2 separate regions of the Mus musculus genome follow, and region 2 is linked to region 1. Evidence: chromatin contacts called from public HiChIP or PLAC-seq data. All regions are on one chromosome and are shown on one strand. Each heading gives the region's core, a stretch centred on a gene start, on an enhancer-like site or on the middle of the called end of the contact. The rest is flanking DNA. Distances are from core to core; before and after follow the strand shown.

The links. HiChIP or PLAC-seq counts read pairs in DNA pulled down with a chosen protein or histone mark.
Region 2: a contact with region 1 is called in an HNF4G HiChIP or PLAC-seq map of pancreatic cancer cells. The contact joins the promoter of Ston1 here to the promoter of Socs5 in region 1. A contact is called at or near these places in 2 of 39 promoter capture datasets (liver and pre-B cells) and 1 of 115 datasets of contacts at active chromatin or transcription factors (pancreatic cancer cells).

Annotation. Positions count from the first base shown.
Region 1 is chr17:87,105,793-87,109,823 of GRCm38.p6, reverse strand. It overlaps Socs5 (suppressor of cytokine signaling 5), which reads right to left and starts at 2,145. Exons shown (of 3, transcript NM_019654.2): 1 at 1,777-2,145. It overlaps Gm30510 (a long non-coding RNA gene), which reads left to right and starts at 2,477. Exons shown (of 2, transcript XR_877091.1): 1 at 2,477-2,566.
Region 2 is chr17:88,624,599-88,628,477 of GRCm38.p6, reverse strand. Ston1 (stonin 1) reads right to left here and starts at 1,923. Exons shown (of 4, transcript NM_029858.2): 1 at 1,616-1,923. It overlaps Gm31704 (predicted gene, 31704), which reads left to right and starts at 2,979. Exons shown (of 3, transcript NR_166677.1): 1 at 2,979-3,122.

The DNA.
Region 1 (4,031 bases), core at 896-3,395:
CCAATCCTGCTCCAAAGCAACCAGCAACTCAGTCCCTTCAGAAGCTCTGGGCCTCGATTCCCGATCCACAGGATAACCATCTCTACCTTCTACTCTTCCAGCTCGGAAAGAAATGACTCATCGGCCTCTCATTCTCTTTTTGTGAAAGTTATCACCATTACTTCACAGCCAGTAAACTGTTTTGCTGTAGGCCCACAATAGGAGACAGCCAGCCCACTCCCAACTGAAGAGGAAGGGAAAGCCCACCACTGCTGGCTCGCCAGAGATGATTCTCAAGGTGAATCATGCAGAAGCCATTATAATGTCAAAAGGTGTTATGTTTCAATATTTTAAGCTGCTGTTTTGTATGCCAGTACATTCTCCCTAAGGACAAACGGTAAAATTCAAGGACAATAAGAAGAAAAATATATAATTAACCACTACTTTTTCAAGAACTGGGAAGAACCATTAAAAATATTAGCACTTTTTTGCAGAAATGTTTTAATTAGCCAGCAAAGTAGCCTTCAGATTTTTTTTCCCCCTAAATGTTAAGGACTCCCTAATCAAGTGAGTTTTCATTTTGTAAGCCATAGGAAACTCAACAAATGTATGAAATTAGTAATACAGGTGTGAGTTTAACAGGAGACTACAGACTAGCTGTGCAATTCTCAGCTTACTCTTTCTAGTCCACAGACATGAAAAAGGTAACATCCCTGCAGGACAATCACAAAGGTGAACTCCAGACAACAGTCACCGCTTCCTGCTGTGTCTTCCTTCCGTTGCTAGGCCGATTTCAAAAAGGGACTATGAATCCGAGAGACTATTAAGATTAAAGTACGCATTTGACTAAATTCCCAACTGTTAGAACACTCGAGCTCATTTTAGCAGAGCCTTCTAACACCAGCATCTTTTTCATTTCATTCCTTAAAGAGAAACCATTTTTAAACTTCTATAGAACATGCAGTTCAATTTTACACGGCCCTGTAAAGAAACAGTTAAAAGCAAGCATGACTTAATCGTCTTCTAGGATAAATGTCAGTAAATCGTAATAGGACAGTCTAGCCTAGTGTTAACTTTGAAAGGAGCAGGCCTCCGGTGTAGATGAGAAGCTGCTGTAAGAATGTCAAGGTGTAGTTGGAAGAATGTCCAGGAGAACTGGTAACTGCCCAACCCCATCAAATATATACATACAATTTAAAATAAGGAATCACTGACGAAGTCCAGCAGCCAGCCACCTTTTGCTTGGAACACCAAAATAAAAAAATGCCAAAAGCTCGTGGCTGACCCCCATAGCCTTCAAAGTTGAGAACCAAACCAAGGGTATTCACGTTGTTCCTCAGCATCCTTCTGTCAATGCAACTCCCTCTCCACAAACTCACTCCGCTTCAGCTACTCGAATGCCCAAGTCCCAGCACCAAAGAACCATTTATTAAAAGCTCAAGGACTTGGAGCGGGGTCTTCCTTGCGGCCGCCTCCGCATCCTGTAATAACCACCCCAGGTTAAACCCCCCAGAGATGCTCCAGTCTTTTCCCGCATCCACGCTCCCCGGTCCTTCCTTCACGTCCCGGTAGACCTTTTATCGTCGCCCTTGAGGACCCTCAGGTCGGAGCTATGGAGCTCTTAGGTGACCTGCCTGGACCCCCTCTACCCTTGGCAGTGGGCACCGACGACCTCCCCCACCCAGTCTCGACCCACCACGACCCCGATGACGAATGCCCTCCTATCGGCCCCAGACGACCCCTTCTTCCCCTTAGGTGTCCCGACTCCCACCGAAAAGCAATTCCTCCGAGACGTACCGAGAGCCTACTGCGAGTAAGCTCCCACTACGCGCGGCGGCACCGTGCGCAGGGGCTCAACGCCCCGGCTTGTCTTCCTCTTCCCGGCGGATCCATCCCGGCCCGAGGGCCGTGCCGCCTGCGCCGAGGTGCGGAGGCGCCCACCGGAGGAGGACTGCGCCGGGGGAAAACGGGGACCCGGGCAAGGAGAGGCGGCCGCTTGAGGGCAGGCGCCGGGCGACCGCGGGGGACACTCAGCGGCCGGGACACGCGCGGCGGCCTCATCCAGGGCACCTGCGGCCAGGCAAGGATGGGCCGGGGCAGCGCAGTCAGCGACAGGGCGAGCGCGACCGCCCGCGCGTCCCGTCCTCCGCTCCTGCCGGGCCGGCGGCGCAGCCTCGCTTCCTCCGGACGGAGCCCGGGGACCCCAGCTCGGCCGGATGCCCCCGCCAGCCCCCACCCCTTCCCGGCCGCCTCCCCCTCGTCACCCTCTCCCCTCCCCCCGCCCCCCCAGCCCCCCACCGGAATGGAAAATACCTCCCGGGGTGGGGGGCGGGCTGGGCCACGCCTCTCTGAAGGGCAGCCTACCGTGACCAATGGCAGGCGGGGCTCCAGGTGGGCGGGACTCCCGGCGGCCAATCCAGAGGCGGGTAGGTGAAGGCCGGAGGAGGGAGGCTGGGAGCTAAAGAGGGGAGGCCGGCGAGTTAAGGAGGTCCGGCCGCGCTGGTGCGTGCTGTGCGCGGCTGCCATTTTGGAGTCGGGCAGCTGAGACAAGCGGCCGGGTTCGGCCGAAGAGGGAGGAGCCAGTCAGGTGGGAGAGAGGCTGACACGTGGGCGGGGTGGGCGGGGCCAAGCGGGCTCGGACTGGAGGGGAGGGGGAGAGGCCCGGGAGGCTAGGAGGCTGGAGAGGGTCACGTGGCCGTGGAACGGGCTAGGGGTGGGCGCTCGGGTGGAAGGTCAACCCGAGGTGCGGGTGGGGAGTAGCTTTGTTCCTTTGGGCTCCGTTAGGGAGACCAAGGGGAAAATGCTGAATGGAGGTTGCGAGTGCCGGGTAGGAAAAAAATGTGAATGAGTCTCCCTAGCTCCCTTCAGCATGGAGCCATCCGAGTCACTGAATTCCAATATTCAACGGGAAACCGGGCACCTCATTGAATTCAACTCTTCCTATCCAGGCTCTCAGCTGCCACGAAGATGAGTCATACACGAGGGGAGGGGTGTTGTCGCTTCCTCTCTTTGCTTGCATTTTATGTGGATCGCCCCGGCCGTGGAAATGACAGCAAGGACAGAGAAGTGAATGGGGGGTTGTGATACCCGCGAGACTCCTCAGCTGCCCCTTTAGAACCGTGGTTACCACCGCTTCTTGGCCTTTTGGCTAAGATCAAGTGTAGAACCGTGGTTACCACTCGTAAGCTAACTGGCCACTTCTTAGACATACTACTTTCCGGTGCTCAGACAAAAAGACTTGTTTACTTCATGATTCAAATACAGTAGTCTGTTCCCCCTGCGTATCTCCCCAAAGTGGTCCTTCTATCAGCGGCATACACATAGGGTCACACACACCTTAGTCCGGTTTGTTTGAAACAGTCTCACTGTATAGCCTAGCATGATTTGGAACGCAATATGTAGCCCAAGCTGTCTTCTAGGTAATGGTGCTCCTACTTCAACCTGCTGAATATTGAGATTTTTGACCACCTTTAGTCTTTAATGCTTTGCAGTGGGACCGGCAGACTACCTTTTTCTTGAAGGCTTTTCTTAGACTCTTTTCAGCCCCACCCTACCTTTCTTAACATTGTACACCCTCAGATTGCTTTCTCAGTTATTTTTCAACTGTCTGTTCTCTTTGACTCCTTGAGAGTAGCAGGTTCTGGCCCTCAGCCCTCTTATTTGGAAGGCACACAGTGCACAGGAGATGATCTAGCCATTCAGATAGAATCACGGATGGACGTCCGGCGTCCGGTCAGTGAGGGCCAGATCTGCATTCCTAAGCAGCTTTTAGCCGCTCTACTTGTCTATTGGAGTAAGTTCCACATTGGAACCCATACTTTCCGAACTTCCCCAAGCCTTCTCCTCCTCTGTTCCTTGTATTGTTTTACAGTACCACATTAGCTTTCTCTCCAGAGCTCTTGGAACCAGAGAACAAGCCTCTCTCCACTTTCTTACTGCTCCAGCATCTCCCTATCTGCTATAATTTGGACCTGGGATGTTCTTCACAGGCCTATGAATTACTCTTGGTCCTTGGCATGAAGGTGGTGTACCCTTTAAAAGACAGAGAGGCT
Region 2 (3,879 bases), core at 674-3,173, 1.5 Mb before region 1:
AGGAGATGGCTCAGTGGGAAAAGTGCTCACCATGCAAGCATAAGGTCCTGAGTTTGAATCCCCAGAACACAAATAAAGCCAGGCACAGCAGAAAGGAGAGAGACAGAGAGAGACAGAGACAGAGACAGAAAGAGACAGAGACAGAAAGAGACAGAGACAGAAAGAGACAGAGACAGAGACAAAAAGAGACAGAGACCGAAAGAGACAGAGACAGAAAGAGACAGAGACAGAAAGAGACAGAGACAGAGAAACAGAGAGAGACACAGAGAGAGATAGAGAGAGTAAGTGTGGGTGCGTGTGTGTGTGTGTCTGTGTGTGTGTGTGTGTGTGTGTGTGTATGTGTGTGTGTGTTCCCAGCATGCCTATGGCCAGTGGAAGCTCAATAATCAGCTAACACGGCCTGGTATACACAGAAGCAAATGAGAGACCCTACCTCAAACTGGGTGGAAGTCGAGGACCACCCAGGTTATTCTCCAGCCTCCACACTTAAAACAGGGCACTGACACCAGCACTCACATAGATAAACATGTAGGCATGCACACATGCACCATACATACAACCCACACACAAGATAAAAGCAACAATACCTTACCTTCAACAATAACATTATCACATGCCTTGCAGGTTCGAAGCTCTACTATGAAACATCATCTCTAAGACTATCCCAGGATAAACTTTCAAGTCAGAGGGAAACACTGCCTGTTCTTTCAGTCAGCTTTATCAAGCAGAGATCCTGTCTCATTTGTAAAGACATTTTCTACTTTTTCTACAAAAATCCGGCAAAAAGTACAGAACTCCATACATTGTTGATAAAATAACCTCAAGTGGACTTTTCTCCTTTTTCTAAAAGCTCTAAGCACACACACACACACACACACACACACACACATGCAGTTCAAAGAGTCATTGAATTTTAGCATTAAGAAGAAAGTGCGACTAACAAAACATTTACCAACAACTCTTGTCTAACAGCTGCACATAGGTCTCGTCTTGTTTAACACCCGGCGCTTCAGAGGAGTCAGAGAGGTTAAACTACTTGCCAAAAGTCACGCAGCTCGCAAGAGGCAGAACCTGGCTGAAACCAGGTCTGTTAGATGCCAAAGTCCAATACTCCCAAGATCCCTTTGACCTCCTGGCAGGGAGGTTGTCACTGCCACACCCTTCCTCAAGGAAACAGCTCCCAGCTGCCGAGGTCCCTCCCTAGAGCCAGGAACTAAAGAAGGGTGAGCCTGGAAAGAGTTTGTTTCTCACCTACCACAGGTGTCTTGGACCAACAAGCTTTAGGAAAGGCAAACTCTGGGACAGACACCCCTGCAACACCCCAACCCCCAACCCCAAGAGTCCAGCCACGATCAGGCTAGGCTCACTTCTGAGACTACCTTTATTAACTCAGGCCAACCTGCTTCCTGTCCCTACTTGACTGGCCCTTCAGAGCAGTCTTGGTGCACCAATTGCCCAAATTCTATCTTGCTCCTTACACAGTCCTTCCGTCCCCTCCGCACGGCCCAGGGTCCCTCTATTCTGCTGTTCTTTGCCCTCAGCTCTTCTAGCCCAGCTTCCTTTTCCTTGGCCTTTCCTCAGAAACCATTCAAGGAAGGAATGTACAAAGCTCTACCATCTCCTGAAGATTGTTGAAATCCGACTCGGGGGCCTTCAGCTGGTAAAGCCACATTCCGGATCATTTGTGGCTTTGTCTCCACGTCACTGCCGGTGTGTGGAGAGGAACAGACTCCTTTTACATGGTCCCTAATGTATACTCCTCCATACATTCCAGATGTTGGGGGAGGACAGACGCTGAAGCCGTCCATCCCTGGAAGCTATCAGCTGTACCCCATTGTCATGGTCAGGCAGACTCCCGCTTCAGCCTCTGGGCTCTTACCAAGGCTGAACTTCTCTGACTCTGGCTTTTTGCTCTGTAACAATGCTGAACAATCTAAAGAAAGAATGTCTTAGGGTCAATATCCGCTTGGCTTCATTGGCTGCCCTCCCAAATAAGGAACTCTCAGATTCCTGCATTCCAGACTCCTCCAAAGCTACTTTGTAACCAGATGGACCCTGGCTGCCTCAGTGAAGCCTCTCCTGTGTGCTCTGGGAGGGCTGGGACCCTCAGGGTTGGTACTCAGGAAGCCAAGCCCACAGTGAGGGCATTATGAAGAATTCCCCGCCCCCCCCCCTCAAAAAAAATTTGCTGTGATGGTGTGGTGACCAGTCCCAGGGAAGTTTTCCCTTGAAGAGTTTGAAACGAAAACAAAAGGAGCATGTGCGCGCCTTGCCCCCATCTAGGTCACTCCAAGGCCAAGGCAGCACGGGCCGTTTTATGAGCACATATGTTGCGCACCCCATACTATTCAATCACAGATGTGCAATATTTTATTCATGTGACAGGAAATACCATTTGCACAATATTAAACCACAGCCTAGTCTCCCAGCCTCAAAAATTATCAGCTTTGGTCTCAGCTCCATTCCCCAGCCCATCCCTCCCTTGTGGCCATTAGCCTCCCCATTTCCCAACTCTCTTCTAAAGCTTTTTCCTTATCTGTCCACTTCCTCGGTTTGGAGAGTAGTGACAGATGCTCTCTGACCAGACTCCTACCAAGTTCAAAGCCTGCTTCTAAAAGCGTCCCACCAACTGCCCATCAAGACCTGAGAGAATGTGAACAGTGTTTAAGTTTGCATCCTCATTTTAGGATGGCATAGCCTGCACACCCTTCACAGTGCCTGCCTGAGAAAACTCGGGGCTACCTAAAAACTGTGTGTATACACCAGCTCTGGAGACGGGGCCCTGGGCTCCAGGGGAGAGCAGGAGCTGACTCTGATGAAGCTAGAATATAACGATTCAAGGCTTCTATCGACCACCCGCTCCTGCTTTGTCAAGTCCAGCCTCCACTGCGCAAGTTCATCCTCCACTGCGCAAGTCCAGCCTCCACTGCGCAAGTCCAGCCTCCACTGCGCAAGTCCAGCCTCCACTGCGCAAGTCCACACTGAGCGGAGGGTAGCCGAGCTGGTGCTATCGTTCCCTTGCTCTGGTTACAGTCTCTTCTTCCTTCCCCTCACATGTGAGCAGAGAGCAAACCAAACTGCCCCCAAGAAGGGTCTTCACAGGAACAAAACTTTGGAGTTGGGTAGGGCATTATGATTTTAAATGGTATTGTTTGGGGAGGGGGAGGGGAGCTTGTCTGTTTGCTGTTGTATTGTTATCCTGATTCGTTGTGGTGCCAGGGGTAGAACTCATAACCCTACCTATGCTATGTTGGGTTGTACCCTCAGCCTTAAATTTTTATGTCTCACATCCTGACATTTGAAGAGATACTCAGCACTATCATACACACTACAGAAACTTGCAAAATGGAAGCCCGGAGCCTCAGTTTCTTATCTGTCCAATGGTAACATGAATATTTACTTCCCAAGACCAGCGTGGTTGCTCACCTCCATAAATCTTAGCCCCTAAGAGGGCTAAGATTAATCTAAGCCCAAGGCAACCCTGTATCCTGCACTACACACGGTGAGCTCCCTGGGTTAACCTGCACTACACACAGTGAGCTCCCTGGGTTAACCTGCACTACACACGGTGAGCCCCCTGGGTTAACCTGCACTACACACGGTGAGCTCCCTGGGTTAACCTGCACTACACACGGTGAGCTCCCTGGGTTAACCTGCACTACACATGGTGAGCTCCCTACGTTAACCTGTATAGACTGAGACCATCTTTTAAAACTGAAGTAAATGAGCAGACAAATGAATTTTTACCCCATGTCAATTGCCTCACAGTAAATACCCTTATAGGTTTTCCTTCCTTCCTCCCTCCCTGCGTCCCCTCTGTCCTTAGCCTATAGAACACACTGGATCTTATAGTGAGGAGGAAGGAAGCCCCATCTGCAA